Linked DNA regions of Canis lupus: region 2 is linked to region 1. The links are chromatin contacts, called in public Hi-C maps. All regions are on one chromosome and are shown on one strand. Each heading gives the region's core, a stretch centred on a gene start, on an enhancer-like site or on the middle of the called end of the contact. The rest is flanking DNA. Distances are from core to core; before and after follow the strand shown. Region 1 holds the start of CCM2 (cerebral cavernous malformations 2 protein). Region 2 holds the start of OGDH (2-oxoglutarate dehydrogenase, mitochondrial).

Region 1 (3,559 bases), core at 272-2,771:
GATTCTTTGTCTCTCTCAACATTGTGGAATATTCTACTTTTCCTACCAAACCTTGTAGAAGGTTCTAGAAAGAAGTCAGTGTACCTATCCCCTGCTCCCCCATCACTGACAGTTTAGCATCCATTCTAAGGAGGTGAGCCTCTGTAGCCAGCACCTTCTGGCCCGAGTGTGGAAGATGCTTCCAGGCCAAGCCCCAAGATCTGCTTGGGACATGAGCACCACTGGCAGCCAGGAGTGCTGGGGTCAGGCCATCTCCGGTGGGGGCCCTGGTCCACCTGCCTGCTGTATAACAGGGGAAGATGCAATGTGGAGCCTTCTCCCAGCTGTGGCAGAAACATTAAGCTCAGCTCTCCCCCTTTGTGGTGGGCAGCACCCCCCTGCAGTCTAGCGCTGGCAGAATGAATCACTTGCTCGGGCTGTTTTCCAGACTTAGGAACTGCAACTGGTACCGTACTTGAATGAGACACACATTCACGACACAGCAAGGAGAGAGAGAGAGAGAGAGAGCGCGCCACACGATCCCCCAGGACCACCTGGCCACACCGGATTTCAAGCACAGCCTTCCAAAAATGGTGCATCATGTGAAACAAGGTGCGGAGTCAGAGGATGGGCACAGCTGCCTCCAGCCGGCTGTGCAGACTGGGGAGAGCAGAGGACCTCCCAAAGTCTGAAACTCGTGCACCCGAAGTGCACATTAACGAAATCCAGCAGATGAGAAATCCTCTACCTGAGAAAGGAGAAATTTCATTGAAATCTGGTTTTTTTCTTAATGGCCTCTCCGCTATTAGTCTCCTGAAAATGAGTTTATCAACTACTCCAGCCTACAGTTAAAGCCACATTTGTAAAAGGACACAAACTAAGGAGCCCCTTAAACTGTGTCCGAAATCCAAGCGCCAAATGGAGTGACCCTGCAAACGCTGAGCGAGCCGCGAGCAGCTGTCCCTAAGCACAGCTTCTCCCTTCTTCGGAATCAGGACGCAGAGGTCCCTTGGGCAGCGGAGACCCCGGCCCTGGAGAGCCCCCGGGGCCCGCCCGCGCGCGCGCCCCCTCCCCGGCCCGGCGGAGCCCGCGGGCAGGGCCATGTGCACAGCCCGGGTTTGGGGGACGCGCTGACCGGAAGGGGCGGAAAGGCGTGGCTCCTTCCTCCCCGCGGGGCGGGCCGGGCGGAGGACCACCTAGCCCCATTGTCCAGGGACTCGCCTCCCGGCGCATCCGCGGACACCGACCCCCGCCGCCCGGGCCCAGCGCGCGAGGTCCGCCGGGGGCCCCAGCCTGCCGGCCCCGCTGTCCCCCGACCTCCCCCCGACCGGCGGCGGCGGCGCCTCCCGGTCCAGCCTCGGCCCCCCCGCCCCGCCCTGGGGTCCAGCCCGGCCCGGCCCGGGGAGCACGCTGCCGCTGCCGCTCACCTTCTTGCCCTTCTTGCCCTCCTCCTCCATGTCGCCGCGAGCGGCTCCCGCGGCCCGGCCCGGCCCGCCCCGGGAGCCCCGCGCCGCCCGCGGCCGCTACATGCTCGCCCGGCCCCGCGGCCGCCGTCGCCGCCGCTCCTGCGCCTCCAGCCCGCGCGGCCGCAGTCTCCCGCCGCGGCCGCCAGGGGACGTCCGCGCCCCGCACCCCGCACCCCGCACTTCCGGGCCGAGGCGACGCCCCGCCCCCGGCCCCGCCCCCGCCCTCGGGGCCCCCGGGGACGCGCCCGCCTGGGCCCGCCCCCTCGGCCGCGGGAGCGCGCCTGTCGCGCCCCTACCCCGCCCCACCCCTTCAGGGAGGGCGGGAGAGCGCCAGCCCCGCCCCAGCCCGTCCTCTGCCCGTCCCCTGCCTCTCAGGGCTCCAGGAACCGCTTCAACTTTTCAATTCTGCCGCCATCTTTAGGGCAGCCACTTCCCGGCGTGCCTCGCGCTCGGGAAGGGCGCCCCCACCCCGCCGCCTCGGGCCGACGGGAAACAGGGGCGAGGCCACGATGAGGGGGAGGAGCTATTCAGTAGGTGAGGGGCGTGGCCTGTGGGGAGGGAGGGGCTCGCAGGAAGGTGAGGCTTGCGTGGCTGGTGGGGAGGGGCTGGGAGGCGGGGGGCCTGCGTGAAGGGGTGTGGCTAGCAGGGAGGGAAGGGCGGGGCCGGCAGCAAGGTGGGGGCGGGGCCTGTGGGGAAGGGGCCGGCGGGGCCGGCGGAGCCGGGGAGGGGAGGGGGCGGGGCTGGCCGGGGAGGGGGCGGGGCTTGGACTCTGGTGGGCGGGGCTGGTAGGAAGGGGCGGGGCGAAGCTACTTCCTTTCTCTTTCTCAATTCGCCGGGTACCTTCAGGGCCCCAGTGACGCCCCTTTAAGCCTTCCTGCGCTTCAGCACCCGTGTTGCTTAAGCCCTCAGGAAGGTGGGGTGCGGTAGGACGCAACTCCTGGCCCCCGTCGGGACAAAGCGCAACCGGCCACTAGCTACCAGGCTGTGTCAACGTCCGCCCCTCCGCAGGCTGGGGTCGGCCGCGTCCCGCCACGAGCTGCCAGTGAGCCCCTTGCAGCGCCCCTAGAGAGTGAACTGACACTTGTGTTAAGTGGTGACCTCTGCCAGCTGTCCGTGCATCCCTTCCAGCTCCGCTCGTGCTCCTTTCCTGCCCTGCGCGCTAGAGCCGGACCCTCTGAGCCTCCCCCGTCCCCGATGGACCCTGCACTGGAGCCAGGCCCTCTGCGCCTCCTCTGTCCCCGGATGGCCCAGCGCTGCAGAGCTGTGCAGCAGGAAGCACTGGGAGGCGGTGTGGGAGGCAAGGCCTCCAGGGAGCTCCTAGGCAGGCACCTGCAGCCTCTGCGGCCTCCCCGCCACAGGGGCAGCTTCTCACAGCTCCGGGGCCTTGGAGCACCTGCCTCCGAGGGAACTTAGCAACCCTCCGTGACCAGCTTTCCCTAGGCTCTACAAGGACTCCCAGCGAGTCCTGCGGGTGCTTCTCCAGCATGTGCGGAGCTGTCGCTAGGCTCTCAGCCCTGGGGGGAAGGGGTCTCTTCTCTGGGAGCTTCATCTCAGCCCTCAGAGTAGTAGCTGCATCTTGTATTTAGAATCCTCGTGTTCTTCAGACCTCTCCTTGCTTTAACCAGCCAACCCTTTGTTGCTCTGCTATACTTAACACTTGTTTGTATAGCAACCCCAGGCATATTCCAGGTCCTTTGGCACATAGAGCGGAGGTGGGTGAAAACATCTTTCACTCTACCTTTTTTTTTTTTTTAAGATTTTATTCATTTATTCATGAGAGACACAGAGAGGGAGAGGCAGAGACACAGGCAGAGGGAGAAGCAGGCTCCATGCAGGGAGCACGACATGGGACTCGATCCCAGGACCCTAGGGTCACGCCCTGAGCTAGAAGGCATATGCTCAACTACTGAGCCACCTGGGTGTCCCTCACTCTATCTCCTGCACTAATTTAGCAGCCACATCCCCAAACACAAACAAGGCAGTGGACCTAGCAATTAGTCTCCCACTCATGTACCTTCACATATTTTGCAGCAGAGAACACTCCTCAAACTCCCCTTAGCCTGTGTGTCAGGAAAAACCCACTCTCCTCCTGTGCCTCCTTTGCTCTTACATGG
Region 2 (4,000 bases), core at 595-3,094, 200 kb after region 1:
GTCTGGGGGAGTAGACAGTCCACACTGCTCTGTGGGTGGTGTGCTCAAGGGCGTCCTCCTATGACGTCTAGGAGAAAGAGAGGTAAGAAGGAGTACTGAGTCTGGAGGAGTAGACAGTCCATGGGCCTCTGTGGGTGGTGTGCTCAAGGGCGTCTTCCTAGGATGTCTAAGAGGAGGGAAAAGGAAGAGTACTGAGTCTAGAGGAGTAGACAGTCCACAGGGCGCTGTGGGTGTTGTACTCAAGGGCATCCCTCCAGGACCACTGGGAGAAGGAGGGGTAAGAAGAAGTACTGAGTCTGGAGAAGTAGACAGTTCAAGGGACTCTGGGTTTGGTGTGCTCAAAGGCATCCTCCCAGGACGTCTGGGAGAAGGAGGGCTAGGGAGGAGTACTGAGACTGGGTGGTGTCCAGGACCACAGAGAGAAGGATGGGTATTAAGTCTCTGGAGTCCTACAGATGGTGAGTTCAAGGGCATATACCCAAGATCACAGGGAAGAGGGAAAGGAATACTGGGTCTGGATGGGTGCGGAGTCCCCAGGGTGCTGCGGGTGGTGTGCTCAAGGGCATCTCCCCAGGGCTGCAGGGAGGAGTAAGACGTACTGAGTCTGGAGGAGTACTGAGTCCTTGGGGCACTGTGGGTGGTGTACTCAAGAATGTCCCCCTGGGACCACAGGATGAAGGAGGAGTACGGAGGAGTACTGAGTCCAGGAGTATTGAGTCCTTGGGGTCCTGTTGGTGGTGTGCTCAAGGGCGATCCCCCATGACCACAGGGAAGAGAGGAGGTACTGAGTCCTCGGGGTACTGAAGGTTGTATGCTCAAGGTCGTCCCCCCTGGATCACAGGGTGAAGGAGTGGTAAAGAGTAGTACTGAGTCCGGAGAGGTACTAAGTCCTTGGGGTGCTGCAGGTGGTGTGCTCAAGGTTGTCCCCCCAGGACCACAGGGTGAAGTAGTAGTAAAGAGTAGTACTGAGTCCGGAGAGGTACTAAGTCCTGGGGGTGCTGCCCTCAAGGTTATCCCCCCAGGACCACAGGGTGAAGGAGTAAAGAGTAGTCCTGAGTCCGAAGAGGTACTAAGTCCGTGGGGTGCTGCGGGTGGTGTGCTCAAGGGCGTCTCCCCAGGATCATAAGGAGAAAATGGGGTACGGGGGAGTTCTGAGTCCGGAGGAATACTGAGTCCTCGTGGTGCTGCCCTCGGTCTTCTCAAGGGCGTCTCCCGGGGCGCGCAGCCAGGGCGGCGGCGGGCGGAGCAGGCCCCACGGCCCGCGGCCCGCAGCCGCTCCATCAAGGGCGCGCCACCCTTCCGAGCCGGCAGAGGACGGCGCCGGGCGGCTCCCGTGTGACGCCTCCCCGACCTTGGGGGTCACCCTGGCCGCGGCGCCCGTTCCCTCACATCCGCCGCGAGGCCCGCCCCACGCCCCACACAGCCAATAGCGCGCCACTGCGCGCCCCCCGCGACGTCTGCGCGCGCCAGCGCCCGCCAATCTCCGCCCGTCAGACGGCCCTCGCCGTCCCATTGGCTGCCATGGTCGTCCATCAGGCCCCGTCCCGCCCACCTCCCGCCGTCAGCTCTGCTCCATCCGGCTTCACTCCCTGTCACCGCGGCGCCTGCGACAACGAGGCTGCGGCGCCCTCGCCCTCTGCCACACCCCCCGCCTCCTGCCCGAGGGCGCGGGGCCTCCCGCACCAGCCCAGGCCCAGCGGCAGCGCGCGCTTACCTGTCCCCGGCTCGGCTCCACCCGAATGAGGCGCCGACACCCCACTCCGGGGCACCAAACTCTTGATCCCGCCCCGGCGTGTGGCGTCAGCACGCAGTCCCGCCCCTGGAGAAGAAGGTCCGCCCCGGCCGTTCGGGCGTGGCCTGACGTCACAGAGCAGCGCCGGCGTGGTCGTGGCGTGGGCCCGGGGCCTGCAGTGGGCGGGCTGGGTCTCTGCGGCCCCGATGCCGGGTGGCCGCCGGGGGAGGAGTGGCGAGTGCGTGTGCGAGTGCGGTTTCCCTCCGGAGGTCGTTCCCGTGAGGAAGGAAGCGAGCTGTGCGCGGGCAGCTGGGCGACCGTGGGGTCGGGGTATTCCTGGGGATGGGGGGCCAGTGGGGACCGGTCCGAGCGGTAACCGCTCCCAGCACCCTTCGCTACTCCTGTCCCTGGGCCTCGTGCGGGTGCGGTGGTGCGGTTCCTGTCTCGGAGCTTGTTTCACTGAGCATGTGCTGAAGGTGGGTCCACGTTGGAGCAGGAGTCAGGATTCCCTTTTTTGTTTTCTTTTTTAAAGATTTTATTTATTAACCAGACAGAGAGGCAGAGACACAGGCAGCGGGAGACGCAGGCGCCATGCAGGAGCCCGACGCGGAACTCGAACCCAGGACCCCGAGGTCACGCCCTGGGCTGAAGGCAGACGTGCAATCGCTGAGTCCCCGGGCGACCTGATTGCCATTCGTTTCTACTAGCAGAGAGTAGCCCGTCCTGTGGCTCCTCTGCCGCTCCTGTGCCCATTCCCTGTTGGGGTCGTTTGCATGTTTGAGCTTTTGTGCATGGTGCTGCGGTGAGGTTGGCCCACAAGCACCCGTGGGGTGCGGGACGGGTGTCCACCCCTACTGTGTGTGTACCTGGGAGGGGAGCCCTAGCTGGGTTTTCCAGCGCCTGCCACGGCCGCATCACGTCCCCACCAGCAAGATGCGAGGGTCCCAACTTACTTACATTCTGGTTACTATTTATTTCCTTTCTTAAAAGATTTTATTTATTCATGAGAGACAGAGAGGCAGAGACACGGGCAGAGGGAGAAGCAAGCTCCATGCAGGGAGCCCAACGCGGGACTCGATCCCAGGTTTCCAGGATCACACCCCGGGCCAAAGGCGGCGCTAAACCGCGGAGCCAACCAGGGACCCTGGCTTTAGCTTTTTAAAAATACTGGGTGAGGGATCCCTGGGTGGCGCAGTGGTTTGGCGCCTGCCTTTGGCCCAGGGCGCGATCCTGGAGTCCCAGGATCGAATCCCACGTCGGGCTCCCGGTGCATGGAGCCTGCTTCTCCCTCTGCCTGTGTCTCTGCCTCTCTCTCTCTCTCTGTGTGTGACTATCATAAATAAATAAAAATTAAAAAAAAAAATTTAAAAAAATAAATAAATAAATAAAAATAAAAATAAAAATACTGGGTGAGGGCAGCCCTGGTGGCGCAGCGGTTTAGTGCCTCCTGCAGCCCGGGATGTGATCCTGGAGACCCGGGATCGAGTCCCACATCGGGTTCCCTGCATGGAGCCTGCTTCTCCCTCTGCCTGTGTCTCTGCCTCTCTCTCTCTCTCTGTCTCTTTGAATAAATCTTAAAAAAAAAAACAAAAAAAACTGGGCGATTATCTTTTTTTTTTTTTTTTTTTGATTGAAGTACAATTGCCTTAAGAGTGTAGCATTAATTTCAGGTGTATACCATGGTGACTTGATATTTTTATACATTAGGAAATGGAGCCCTGCAGGGGCGCCTGGGTGGCTCAGTTGCTTGAGCTTCTGCCTTCGGCGCAGGTCATGATCTCAGGGTCCCGGGAGGGAGCCCCAGGTCCTGGCCCAGATCCCTGCTCAGCAGGAAGTCTGCTTCTCCCTCTCCCTACCCCTTCTCCCCCCTCTCTGTCTCTCTTAAATAAAATCTTAAAAGAAAAAAACAAAACAAAAAAAACCCATCCCCGCGATAGTCTAGTTACCTTCTGTTGTCATGCGAAGCTTTGAGGGGGTCGCTGCCTGTGCTCCCTGTGCCGTACATCAACATTTATCGCTGAAAAATAGGTGCCTCTTAATCCCCTTCACCTGTTGTGCCCGCTCCCAGCCGCTTCCACCACCTCTGGTAACCAACAGCTTGCTTCCCGTGTCTGAATCTGCGTCTGTTTTGTTTGTTCCTTTGCTTTATAGATGCCACACAGGAGTGAATTCCCATTTGTCTTTCTCCGACTCTGTAACTCTGTAACGTCTACCTCTGTGATCCCATGGCCATGTCCTTTTATCTGTACATCTCTCTCTTCTAAGTGT

What was found. Hi-C and Micro-C count contacts between places; a contact is called where the count stands out from the background.
Region 2: a contact with region 1 is called in a Hi-C map of blood, with 2.5 times the contacts expected there. The contact joins the promoter of OGDH here to the promoter of CCM2 in region 1. A contact is called at or near these places in 2 of 9 Hi-C or Micro-C datasets (both in blood).

What each region holds. Positions count from the first base shown.
Region 1 is chr16:13,907,796-13,911,354 of UU_Cfam_GSD_1.0, forward strand. CCM2 (cerebral cavernous malformations 2 protein) reads right to left here and starts at 1,522. Exons shown (of 10, transcript XM_038559531.1): 1 at 1,407-1,522. The coding sequence starts at 1,436.
Region 2 is chr16:14,108,062-14,112,061 of UU_Cfam_GSD_1.0, forward strand. OGDH (2-oxoglutarate dehydrogenase, mitochondrial) reads right to left here and starts at 1,845. Exons shown (of 24, transcript XM_038559555.1): 1 at 1,715-1,845.